Regions from separate parts of the Mus musculus genome. Here region 1 is linked to region 2. The links are chromatin contacts, called in public HiChIP or PLAC-seq maps. All regions are on one chromosome and are shown on one strand. The core of a region is the stretch at or near the end of the contact, and the rest is flanking DNA. Distances in the headings are between cores, read along the strand shown.

Evidence for each region. HiChIP or PLAC-seq counts read pairs in DNA pulled down with a chosen protein or histone mark.
Region 1: an H3K4me3 HiChIP or PLAC-seq map of bone marrow-derived macrophages shows a contact between it and region 2, with 2.8 times the contacts expected there. The contact joins the promoter of Ndufv2 here to the enhancer-like site in region 2. A contact is called at or near these places in 7 of 39 promoter capture datasets (the C10 cell line, the HPC-7 cell line, liver and 3 more), 2 of 15 datasets of contacts at CTCF or cohesin (large pre-B cells and pro-B cells), 23 of 484 Hi-C or Micro-C datasets (B cells, the C3H10T1/2 cell line, DN3 thymocytes and 16 more), 12 of 115 datasets of contacts at active chromatin or transcription factors (the 230-238 cell line, the HPC-7 cell line, the SCID.adh cell line and 6 more) and 3 of 9 other capture datasets (adipose tissue, liver and pancreatic islet).

Annotation. Positions count from the first base shown.
Region 1 is chr17:66,096,982-66,103,105 of GRCm38.p6, forward strand. Ndufv2 (NADH:ubiquinone oxidoreductase core subunit V2) reads right to left here and starts at 4,578. Exons shown (of 8, transcript NM_028388.3): 1 at 4,434-4,578. The coding sequence starts at 4,484.
Region 2 is chr17:66,044,088-66,050,579 of GRCm38.p6, forward strand. It overlaps Ankrd12 (ankyrin repeat domain 12), which reads right to left. Exons shown (of 13, transcript NM_001025572.1): 3 at 5,699-5,846. Among named protein-coding and RNA genes, the nearest start is that of Ankrd12, 30 kb to the right of the region's middle. Within about 2 kb of position 4,579, at least 21 of the 459 cell types and tissues checked have an H3K27ac peak or open chromatin away from gene starts, as enhancers often do. A contact at or near this core is called in the HL-1 cell line, bone marrow-derived macrophages and neutrophils, where this site is marked.

The sequences.
Region 1 (6,124 bases), core at 3,328-5,827, 53 kb after region 2:
AGCTTATCCAACACAACAGGACACAAACAACCCTTTCATTCAAGACTCACACAAAGTAGAGCACAGCAAACCAAGCCATCACTTTACACAAGCCACTACACTCTTGTTCACTAGTGCCAGTTTGGAGAATCAGCCTAATATAACCCTTCCAGTGGGATGTCTCTCTTGCACATATAAGCATCTGCCTGCTTCTCAAGTTGGGATTAAAGGCGTGAGCCACCACTGCCAGGCTTACTTTTGTTGTTTTGAGATAATAGTCTCATTAGATAGCCCAGGCTAGCCTAACCTTTCTATGCTCCTGTGTCAGTCTCCCGAGTGCTAAGACTGTAATTATAGACCATCACATGCAGTTAACAGTCTTTATAGACAATACCTTAATGCCATGCACAACTTAAGAAGATATCTCAATACACTTTTCCTGACTTACTAATCACTAGGTTTTAGACATTCTACTGAGTAATTTTTGTTATTCTTGCTATTGCATTCCCCAGCCCTGCTTCTATCCCAGTTCTTCCTCTACCCCAGGTTACTACTAATAATATGGTTCCATGACAGTCTTATGCTTTTCCACATCTCTATAGATGCTCACAAAAATTCTAATGAGCAGAGGACTGAAGGTGGTAGCTCTGGACTCAACCTGAGCATGCTACAAATCTGCCGAAACTGTTCACGTCTTACTGGACAAAATCTAAATCCTCTTACGTCATAGAAAAGGCCTTTTGCCCCTTTCAGTCCCAGCTTCCACCCTCTTATTTCCTTCCAGCCTGCCATGCATCTCACTCCTGTGCATGCAGCTTCTTCAACTTACAGCACTTTATGCCTCCCACTTACCCATCGTGATCACGTAACTCCCTCCTCTTAGCCTGGACAGCACTAGAGAAAGGAACCAGCCATGCTTCCATAATTATAGCACTTGTTCAACTTAGTTGTTCATCATATACAACGATTTTCCTGGGCAGCTTTAAAAAGGAATACTTACATACACACACACTCTGTCCATATGTACACACACACACATACACACAGAAAAAAGAATAAAAGAGTAGCTTGGTGAGATGGCTCAGTGGGTAAGAGCACTGAGTGCTCTTCCGAAGGTCCTGAGTTCAATTCCCAGCAACCACATGATGGCTCACAACCATCAGTACAGCTACAGTGTACTCATATACATAAAATAAATAAATAAATCTTTTTAAAAATGACTTATTTATCTTATGTATATGAGTACACTATAGCTATCTTCAGATCCACAAGAGGGCATCAGATCCCATTACAGATGGTTGCTAGGCACCATGTGGTTGCTGGGATTTGAACTCAGGACCTCTGGAAGAGCATTCAGTGTGCTTAACTGCTGAGCCATCTCTCCGGCCCCAAATAAATAAATCTTAAAAAAAAACAAAAACAAAAAAGGGTGAAACTACTTTATAGAATATAATGTTGGCAAGCTATACTGTTTCATTTATTATTAAATCTTTGACTTTCAAAGTAGGAGTGCATATAAACCCAGCATAAGTTAAGAAAAATCTGTAAAATGTTTTGAGATTTAGGATTTTAAGGTCACACACACTAAGATAAAATTTCTTGGTTTTTTGGGGGGGGTTGTTGTGTTTTATTTGTTTTGTTGTTGTTCTTGTTTTGAGAAAGGTCACTAAGTAGCCCTTGGTGTCCTAGAACCTGCTATACAGACTAGGCTGGCCTCAGGCTCACCGAGACCCCCCTGCCTTGGGATTAAAGGCGAGAGCCGGCACGCCTGTTCTGAAGGTGAGGTTGCTTTGGGTTTTACAAAGCTGGGACTTTACAAAGCTAGGTTTTGAGTTTCTCCAGTGTCTAACAGGCCTGCAACTAGGACTGCACAGAGAAGCCCTGCCTCAAACAAGCACACCAGAAGTCTTTCCTGTAAGCCAGGCACAGTGGCTCACACCTGCAACACCACCACTTAGGAGGTATGCTAAGAGGACTGCCAGAGTTTAAAGCCAGCCTGGGCTATACAGTTAAGACCCTGTTATACAAACAAAGAAACCAAAATAAACATAAAAAAATTAAAACGCAGTCTTAAATGGCTTGACTTAGCCAAGGAGGTGGATAATCTCTGGCATGGGCAAGTGGGAATCCCAGGAAAGGAAGTATCGAAATGGGTACAGAAACTACTCAGATCTCTGGCTAACCCCTGTGTAGTGACAGAGTCTAAGCAGCCTTGCTAAATTAGAACCAATATTGGTCTACCACTCATGACAATGGGGGTGGTCATTCTTTAAAGAAATAAGTTAGAGTGTAGTGTTAATTATGTTATTATTATGTTATGTAATGTTATTAGTGTAAGTTATTATGCATTTACAAAGTCCAGGATACAATTCAAAATTATTCATTGTGGAGAGCATGTTGGGGTGACAGCACAAAACCCACTATCATAGGGGAAAAACATTTCAAAACTGAAAGCAGAGGCCTGGGAGTGCAGGTGGATCCCTGAGTTTATGGCCAGGCTAGTCTTCCTGGAAGGCCAGTCAAGGCTACATAAACTACATAAACTCTGTCTCAAAACACCACCCACAAAACAAAACCCTGCTTTTCAACTACACCTCTTGTTACCCTTTGCCTCAAAAACAAAAGAAACAGAAGATGTCTATGGGAGCTTTTTTGCCCCTACTTCTTAGTCTCCTCCTCAACTGAATGATTCTCAGAGCCTCTCTTACCTATGTAACCTTCCAGTTTCTGACTCCAATCAGACCTAGTCCACCTCCACTCCTACACCAGTCATCTACTCAGAGCAGAACCCTTACTGTATATAAAACCTTTCACTGACTCTTTACTAGTCTACACTACCAGGGACACCTCTTTGTTTGTTGTAGGAGGCTGGGATTTGAGTTGGGGATATTTTACAAACAGGAATTTATATAGGCCAGACTAACCTCAAACTCACTATATAGTTAATGATAGCAAACATTCTGATTTTCCTGGCTCTAACTCCTAAATGCTAGGATATCAGATGTGACCAACCATACACGTATGAACCTTATTAGTGTTCTTACATGTTCCCCACAAAAATTGGGAATTCTGTTTCTAATTTGTAGTGATGAAAACACTGCACCACCCTCTAAAATAAGATATAAATTCACCTATCAAATACACAGCAAGGGGCCATCAAACATCACCCATCATTACTCTACTCCAGCAGGGCATGGAAGCTCACACCTGTAATCTCAGCACTCAAGAGTCAAGGCAAGAAGACCAGCAAACATTCAAGGCCTACATGCCACACTTAGCAGGCTCCAGGCCAGCCAGGGCTGCATGGTGAGATCTAATTTCAAAAGGAAAAAAAAAAAGTACTATAATCCAATTCACACTGTTACCTGGACCTAGAAGTACATTAAGGCTTCAAATAACTAGGGACAGACTCAACATTCCCATTTCACAGCTAAAGAAACAAAGACTAATTCTCTAGGTCATGTCACATAACTACAAAAGGTCACCTGGGATGCCTAAGTCTAAAGCCCCAAATGGTTTGTTTACACACACACACACACTATATATATATATATATATATATATATAGTCTTTTGTTGAGAACTTAGTTTTTGTTTTACTGTTAGGAAAATAAAATCCAACCAAACAAATAAGGCTTCTTTCTTCCCTGTAGTTGCCATGTAGTTAATTTCAATAGCCATTACTTTCTGTGTGCCCATGCACTCTCCGGACACAAGCTCAGCTTGTGAAGGTCAGACCACAACTAGTCCTCACACCTGGAGGCCAGCACCTTTCCACCCTGAGCTACCTCGCAGGCCCTGGAATCTGCATTTTAGCTTCGCTTCAGTGTTTCAACTTCAGTTCAATTCCTTGGCCTATCTGAGATGCACCTGACACTCAAATGGCCATAGAACTACGACTCTTTGGTCAGTGCGGTTACTCGTGCTACTACTATTCTCTCACGGTTAATTCCTACGATTCTCTGCCGAGCATTTCCTAAAATGAATGAACAACTTCAGTAAATGAAACGCTGGTCACCTTTATCTAGTCCTGAAGGAACTCGGCAAGCCTTTACCAAGCCTATCAGCGTTTTCTCCAGCATGCTTTTAAATCCGATGCAGCGCAGCCGCTATGCCTGACAGACAAGCAGCCCAAAGCTTCGCTGCTAGGATCCTGGAAGCAGCGGGCCGCCAGGGCCCCCCACTAGCTTCCGCACCAGGATAAATGACAATCGCCTTCCTGACCTTGACTAAGTTAGGGGTGACTTTCCCCGGCCCGGTGCGGGCGGCCCGCCACCCGCCGCCACCGCAGCTGCGGAGCATCCCGGAGGCACTGAGGACGAAGGCCGCGGCGTCCCCGCCGCCGCCAGCTGACCTGTCCAGCGCCTAGGGGTCTCCGAGGACTAAAAGCTAAGGGAGGCACGAAGAGCGGGAGACTGTGGCGACAGTGCCCGGGGTTCACCCCGAGCCTCTTACCCACTGAGCAGCGAGGCCGGTCGCCCTGGCCCGCAGCGCCAAGGAGAACATGGCGGGGTACGCGATGCTCCGACCCCGGCCGCTCTAGGCTGACTGGGAACGAACGAGCCCGGAGGCCCGGCGCGCGCGGCCCCGCGCCCAGGACGCACGGCGCGCGCGCGCTCACGAGCCCTGGCCTGGGCGTCCCGAACGGTACGCCGTTCCTGACGCAGCGGCGCGCGAGGGCTGCTGGGACCGGTGGGCGGGCCCGAAACAGCCCAGTCCCTAAAAGGCCGGCCCGGTTGGGCCAGCTGAGTCCCCGCCCTGAGGACGAGGCTCGCCTTCTCGAGGCTCTTGTGTTTGTTGAGGACGAGGCGTACCTTCTGGGGGATCTTGTGTTTGTTCTGTCAAACACCTCCTCTGGTATTGCAGTTATTTCTTTCAAAATTCGTTTGGTTGAGTCTTTTCTTACATACGATCGTATTTAAAGGGCTGCCACCTAGTGGACTTGGACAGCAAGTGCCTTGGCTCCCAAGCCTTTGCGTTAGAGTCTGTAAAACGACAGGCTAAACTGGAATTGACTTCGGGATGCCAGTGAGTGGGAGGTAGAAATGATGACTGTTGATGCTGCGCGGTAGACGAACAAATATTCTTTGTGCTTGTGTATGCTCTAGACATTTTCCATGATAAAACTGGTGGAGGGAGGAACCTACTGTCTTCTTGATTTTTGTTTGATCTCAGGAAACTCCTAGCAGCTTTAGTACGCATCGTGCTGTTTCCAGCTGTCGGTATTTTACACAGGTTTTGAGTGATCCTCAACCTTCAGACAGGCGCATACTGCCACCTTGGGCTTTTAACTTATTCTTGACTCTTCTTCTGACTGTCGTTTTGTGTGTGTCTTCTCTATCCACCCCTTTCTTTTTGCTATAATAAAGTTGTGAATAGTTTCCGTAATTTTGACAACAGAATGAAGATTCTGAAAGGTTATTCGTCATGAGTTTGTTTTTTTAAAAAAACAAAAAACAACAAAAAAAACCACCCAAGATAATCCATTGCAACCTGTGTGAATCATATTCTACAAATTATTAGACTCAGCCGGGCGTGGTGGTGCACGCCTTTAATCCCAGCACTCTGGAGGCAGAGGCAGGCAGATTTCTGAGTTCGAGGCCAGCCTGGTCTACAGAGTGAGTTCCAGGACAGCCAGGGCTACACAGAGGAACCCTGTCCCGAAAAACCAAAAAAAAAAAAAAAAAAAATTATTATTCGACTCAAGAAATAGTGTTTCTAACCAATGATACTAAATTCTTTAGTTCCTATTGCATTATCTCCAGTATTAGTTTACCACTAATAAATTTGCTTCAGTACTTCTCTGAGGGAATGAAAAGATACTGAAAAAGAAAAAATAATCCGGGTCCCATTACTGATTTGTTTTATTGTGTGCACCCAAACATATTGTCACCATCATTAGCAGCTGTAATACTTTGGCCTTTTCAGAGTCTCATGTTGCCCAACCTGGTCCCAAACTCGCTATAGGTGAAGCTAAAAGACCCTCACTCAAGTCTTGGGATAATAGCGGATCCCCAAGAACTCACAAGAGACCAAGCTTGATGTAAACCACATGAGGCTTTATTCTGGGAAAGCCAGAGCTCTTGGGACGACTCATATCCCATGCAGGGGTAGAGGAGTCGACCCCAAGGGAAAAGGGGGTCCCA
Region 2 (6,492 bases), core at 3,329-5,828:
CTTATCTTCTTTTGGAAGTATCCAATCTGCTCTGACCCTATATACTATTTGGCTTCGTTTGTTTATTTATTTAATAATTTTTGAGAAAAGGTCTCACCACACACCTCTGGAACTCACTATACAGACCAGGCTGGCCTCTTAACTCAAAGATCCACCTGCCTCAGCCTCCAAAGAGCTGGGATGAAAGGAACACCTGGCTAGAATTTTTTTTTTTTTTTTATGAATAAACATCAAAAAAGACACAGAACTTAATCCATAATAACCGACATAAGGTGGCTTGCAAACATCCATAACTCAAGTTTCTGGGGATCTAACACCCTCTTCCTAGCTGTACTGGCTGGTTTGGTGTGTCAACTTGGCACAAGCTGGAGTTATCACAGAGAAAAGAGTTTCAGTTGGGGAAATACCTCCATGAGATCCAGCTATAAGGCATTTTCTCAATTAGTGATCAAGTGGAGAGGGCCCCTTGTGGGTGGTATCATCCCTGGGCTGGTAGTCTTGGGTTCTATAAGAAAGCAAGCTGAGCAAGCCAGGGGAAGCAAGCCAGTAACTAATATCCCTCCATGGCCTCTGCATCAGCTCCTGCTTCCTGAGTTCCAGTCCTGACTTCCTTTAGTGATGAACAGCGGTCTGGAGGTATAAGCTGAATAAGCCCTTTCCTCCCCACCTTGTTTCTTGGTCATGATGTTTGTCCAGGAATAGAAACCCTGACTAAGACACTGCCCTTTGCAGGCACTGTATACATGAGGTATACAGACAAAAATGCTATCAAGATACCCATACACATAAAATAATAATAAAATTAAATTGAAAATAAATAAAAAACACCAAAAGTATAAGTTGAAAAATAGCTCTGTGGTAGAGGCCAGTCTTGCATGTGCAAGGCCACGAGTTTAATCTCTAGCACTATGAAACAAAAACCCCTCAAAAATGACTCTATTTAAAATGAGGGAATGGTGTAACAAATTTATAACCCCAGTAAACAGGGAGCAGAAGCTCGGGTCACTACAAATGTGAGGTCAGTCTGGTGTGCATTTGAGTTTTAAGCCAGCTAGGACTGCATGAGAAACTGTCCTAGCAAATATAATCAAGATCACAAAGGTGGCCGGGCAGTGGTGGCGCACGCCTTTAGTGCCAGCACTCAGGAGGCAGAGGCAGGCGGATTTCTGAGTTCGAGGCCAGCCTGGTCTACACAGAGAAACACTGTCTCAGAAAAACCAAAAAAGAAAAAAACAAAAACAAAATCACAAAGGTGATTATACTTACGAAGCACCTGCTATATATTATCTTAATATAACTCTTTTAACTATCATGTGGGGCTGGTGAGATGGCTCAGTGGGTAAGAGCACCCGACTGCTCTTCCGAAGGTTCGAAGTTCAAATCCCAGCAACCACATGGTGGCTCACAACCATCCGTAATAAGATCTGATGCCCTCTTCTAGTGTGTCTGAAGACAGCTACAGTGTACTTACATATAATAATAAATAAATAAATCTTTTTAAAAAATGTTAACTATAATGTGAAATAATTCTCTTTCCCTGTCACCTCTTAAATTAAAAAAATTGTTAGCACACTATGCTACCTTTTTTGTGTCAACCTGATACATGCTAGAGTCAACAGAAAGAAGGGATCAGAAACTGCCTGTGTAAGATCTGGATGTAGGGCATTTTCTTAGTGATTGATGGGCAGGAGGTGGGGGGGTGGGCATCCCTGGGCTGGTGGTTCTGGGTTCTATAAGGAAACAAGCTGATCAAGCCACGAGGAGCAAGACAGTAGGCAGCACCCCTCCATGGCCTCTGCACCAGCTCCTGCCTCCAGGTCCCTCTCCTGAATTCCTCCAACGATGAACTATGACGTAGAAGTGTAAGCCAAATAAACCCTTTCCTCCCAAAGTTGCTTTTGGTCATAGTGTTTTGCCACAGCAAGAAACCCTAACTAGGACACACATAAAGTGATCATTTTGTTTGTTTGTTTGTTTGTTTGGGGGCTTTTGTTTTGCTGTGACTTTCTCTCACTGTGTAGACTAGGGTGGCCTCAAATTCACTGAGCTCTGCCTGGCTCTGCTCTGCCTCCAGGGTGTTGGAATTAAAGGAGAAAACAACCAGTGGTGGCCTAAACAATGTGTTTTACTGCAGTTCTGTCCATGTACAAGGAATGGCATGCTTCGTTCATATCCACACTCTACCATCTCTTCCTGGCCTTCCTGTCCCTCCCCTGTTTGTTCCCCAGGAGCCTGTGATTCTGCCCCGATTACTTTGATGTCAGCTGGGGTCTGTTGTACTGAGTGTATTTAAACCCTATATTCTGTATGAGAGAAAATGTGATGCTTCATCTCTCTCCTCTCACCCCATTATGGTCTCCTCCATTTAGATACTTTCTTTGCCCAAAATAGTTACCCTCTGCTTTCATGTCATATATGTACTTACACACACACACACACACACACACACACACACACACACACACACACACAGAGTTTACCTATCTTGTAAGACATGTTATTCTTTCCATGTTTGAGCCACATTAACCTAAGTCCTTTAGCACCATGCACAGCCTCAGGAAAGCTGAGTTTCTAAGGATGCCTGACAGCTTCTGCTGCTGCTGCTGCTGCTCCTGCTGCTTCTTTTTTCTTTTTCCGAGACAGGGTTTCTCTGTGTAGTCCTGGCTGTCCTGGACTCACTCTGTAGACCAGGCTGGCCTCCAACTCTGAAATCCGCCTGCCTCTGCCTCCCGAGTGCTGGGATTCAAGGCGTGGCCACCACTGCCTAGTGAAAGGTGCTTCTTTTACAAAACTTATCATAGTCTACAACTACCACCATGACTGTGGGACCATCCTGTGCCTGTTCAGATTTTCTTGAATCACACTGCCTTAAATGCCAAGAGAGCCACTACAGTGGCAAAGAAAGTCTGTTTACTTAGAGGAGAGGAACATTTTTAAAGGGGTGTATTTCTAACTACTTAAACATGCAAACTGAGATGATCAAAAGTCTATTTCTATAGAATACTAAGACTATCGTAGGTTTAACAAAAAAACAAAACATACAATGCCAAGAATTGATGGTCTATACCTTTAATCTCAGCAACCCCAGCACTTTGGAGGCCAAGTGGATCTCTGAAAGTTTGAGGCCAGCCTCAAAGTTCCAGGACAGCCTGAGCTACAAAGAGAAACCTTGTCTCAAAAAAGAAAAAGGGAAGGAAAAAAAAAGGGAAAGAAAAAAAAGAAGAAGGGGAGGGGAAGGGAAAACAAGAACCCCACATCCTTTCAAATGTTTTACTTTAAGAGTATGTGAGCTTCTGAAGGCTTCTTAGCTGGGTGTGATTATCTCAGAGAAGGAACACGAAGAATCACAAGTGCCCCTCTCTTTTAATGAAGAAGTGATTCAGGACATAACAAAGCAGAGTCTGCAAAATCTACTCATAATTAAACTACTGAATGTGTTGTTTAGATGTCAAGAGACAGACTCTTACAAGGAGTCTCCAGGCAGTTGATCAATACTTTGACAAAGATGCTACAACTTTCCCTGGATGCCATGGGACTAAACTAAGTTGTGTAATTGCATGACTGATAATGGATGAATGAAGTTGATTTATTAGAAATGTTTAATACTGCCAGGCATGGTGGCTTATGCCTTTAATTTCAACAACCAGGAGGAAGAGGCAAAATAGATCACTGTGAGTTCCAGGTCAGCCTAATCTACACGACAGAATTCCAGGCTGGCCAGAACTTTATCGTAAGACTGTCTCAAAATAAATAAATGAATTTTTAATAACTATTAAAGGTAAAAATTTTCATCAGTTGATTATACTTTATAAATAGTGATAATTACTATAAAAGTTATCTGCCCAATATCTATGTTACCAGTTATGTTAGGAATTTTCCCAATGAAGCTTTTGGCTTTTAATATTCTTTTGCAAGTTCAGTACACTAATAAATGTTAGTAAGGTACAAGTCTCTCCACCCCCTCCCCCTTTAGAACAAAGTTCATGCATGAGCTAAGGGAGGCAGAAAAGACAGATAAAAAAGAACCTAGTTCCATCTCACATAACTGAGCTGTATCAACTCTGGACTGACTGCCTGGTCTTCTGGTTGTATTAAATAAGGAAACCCTTGGCCAGGACTGGAGAGAGGGCTCAGCAGTGAGGAGCACTTGTCTAGAGGACCTCCTTACCAAAAGCAGGAATTACTGAGTTTGGGGACTCTGATCTTTGAGTCAGATCCTTAAATGATTCCATGGCTGTCTCTGCAAAGGGGAACCACGAGCAGTTAAAGTGCAGTAGAGAAACACTTCCTGCCAGGTACCCAGGCAGACATTTGTGCTGACTAAGGGACCACCCCACAGGCGGTCAGGAGCAGTGCAGGAAAGCAGGCGCACCTTCAGGCGCTGAAGACAGGCCTGGATGTCCAGCTGCGTGGACACTTAGAAAGGTACAACCTTTGCTTCTTTCCCTGTCTCTTCTTTCAGATGCTGGTAGAGTAAATGTACTTTTCTGGTACTCTGGACTTCTTACTGTTTATGAAGCCCTCCACTATGTGGCTGCTTGTCTACCCTTTGTCTGACCTCCAGGCTGACTTTCCTCCCTCTCACTCCTCTGCTCCCTTCCTCCCAACATCTGCTGAGATCACAGCAATTTAATACAACTGCCCTCAAGCTTAAAAGAAAACTCAAGTAGGAAATAACTGAAGAAGACACCTAACGGTGACCTCTGGCCTGCACAAGCACTTGTACACATGTGCATGTTGGTACACACACACACACACACACACACAAACATGTACGCTGCCAAAAGTGCCCATGCTCACTGCAGTGGTTTGAGTGAGAATGGCCCCAGAGGCTTATAAATTTGAACAGGGAGTAGCACTGTTTGAAAGAATTAGGAGGTGACTCCTTATTGGAGGAAGTGAGTCATTAGGGGTGGGTTCTAGAGGGTTTCAAAAGCCCATTACAAACTCTCTCTTCCTGATGCTCGAGAATCTAGATGCAGAACTCTCAGCTACTTCTCTAGTACCATGTCTGCCAGCCCCAATTAAACGCTTTCTTTTATAAGAGCTGCTATGGTCATGGTGTTCCCTTCCCCAGAGCACAACACTGACTCAGACCTCCCCGCTACACCCATGGCACATATGTGGAAGTCAAAGGACTACATTTGAAGCGTCAGTTCTCGCCTTCCACCATGTAGGTCCCAGTGACAGAACCTAGGACACAGGCTTGGTGATTAGCACCCTGACACACATCTGGTAGTCCCTGATATGCTAGAGTTTTGAGAATAAAAGAACTATGAAGTAAGCCATTAGACTCATTTGGGAGAATGCTACATATTTTGATGTCATCAGTCAATCAAAAATGTCTAAACTTCTTTGCTGTGACCAAAGGGTAACAAAAAAGTAAAATCTTTTTTTAATGCTTGTTTTACTAAGCAATTTTCATTACTGAAATGAACCCCAAAACTAAGTTCTAAATACACTAAGAGATTTTTAATAAATATCCAGAATAAGAAAATTGTTCTGTTTTATTTTTTTAACTTTTAGTCTCATATTACAAGCCACAGTTTGGATAATAAACAGATGCACTTCTGCCACCAGGATAAAACTGAACAGTAGTTCTCTATGAACCAAATATCCAAAAGAGGGGTAGACAGAAAACCAAAAAGAAATCACCATTATGAATGTGGCTAGTTTATCAGAAGATAAGTTCTTCTACCTGTGTCTGAGTCGCGCTCCTCATTTCTCGATGGGCTGACTGTAAAAGGCAGCTTTCGTTTCATGGATGGTTTCTCTCTCATTTCCTTGCCCATATCACCTCGGTCAATTTTTGAAGTTTTGCTGTAAGATGCAATCTTGTCTTTACTCTAATAAAAAAAACCAAACAAACAAAGTAGTATCAATATTAGCTAAACAGTATAGTATCTTAAATCTCTTTATTATTTGGAATAGAGCAATGGTTTAGAAATCAAGAGTAGTTGCTCCTCTTGCAGAGCACCTGGGTTCAGTTCCCAGCATCCACACAATACCTCAGAACTGTGAGTTATGTTGTTTCTAGGATCCTCCCAATGTCCTCTTCTGATGTACTTGGGCACTGCACACAGTGGTGCCTGCATGTGTACATTTATGAAGGTATATTCATGTATACGCAGGAAGACAAAACACCTATACATTGTTTTAAAATTTAGACATTTTAAAAACCCTGTTAAGGAATTTTAAAATATAAAAGTACATTACAATCCATTAATGTATTTAATGCGTTAAATACAGAGCCTTCAACAATTAAATGTCGTTTGTGATGGCTAGCTTTGTGTCAACTTAACATAAGATAAAGTCATCTAAAAGGAGAGAACTTCAACCTCTGTAAGACTTGGCTGTAGGACATTTTCTTTCTTTCTTTTTCTTTCTTTCCTTTTTAATATTTATTTACTTTATTTATGTGAGTACACTGTCGCTCTCTTCAGACACACCTGAAGAGGGTATCAGATGGTTATGAGCTACCATGTGGTTGCT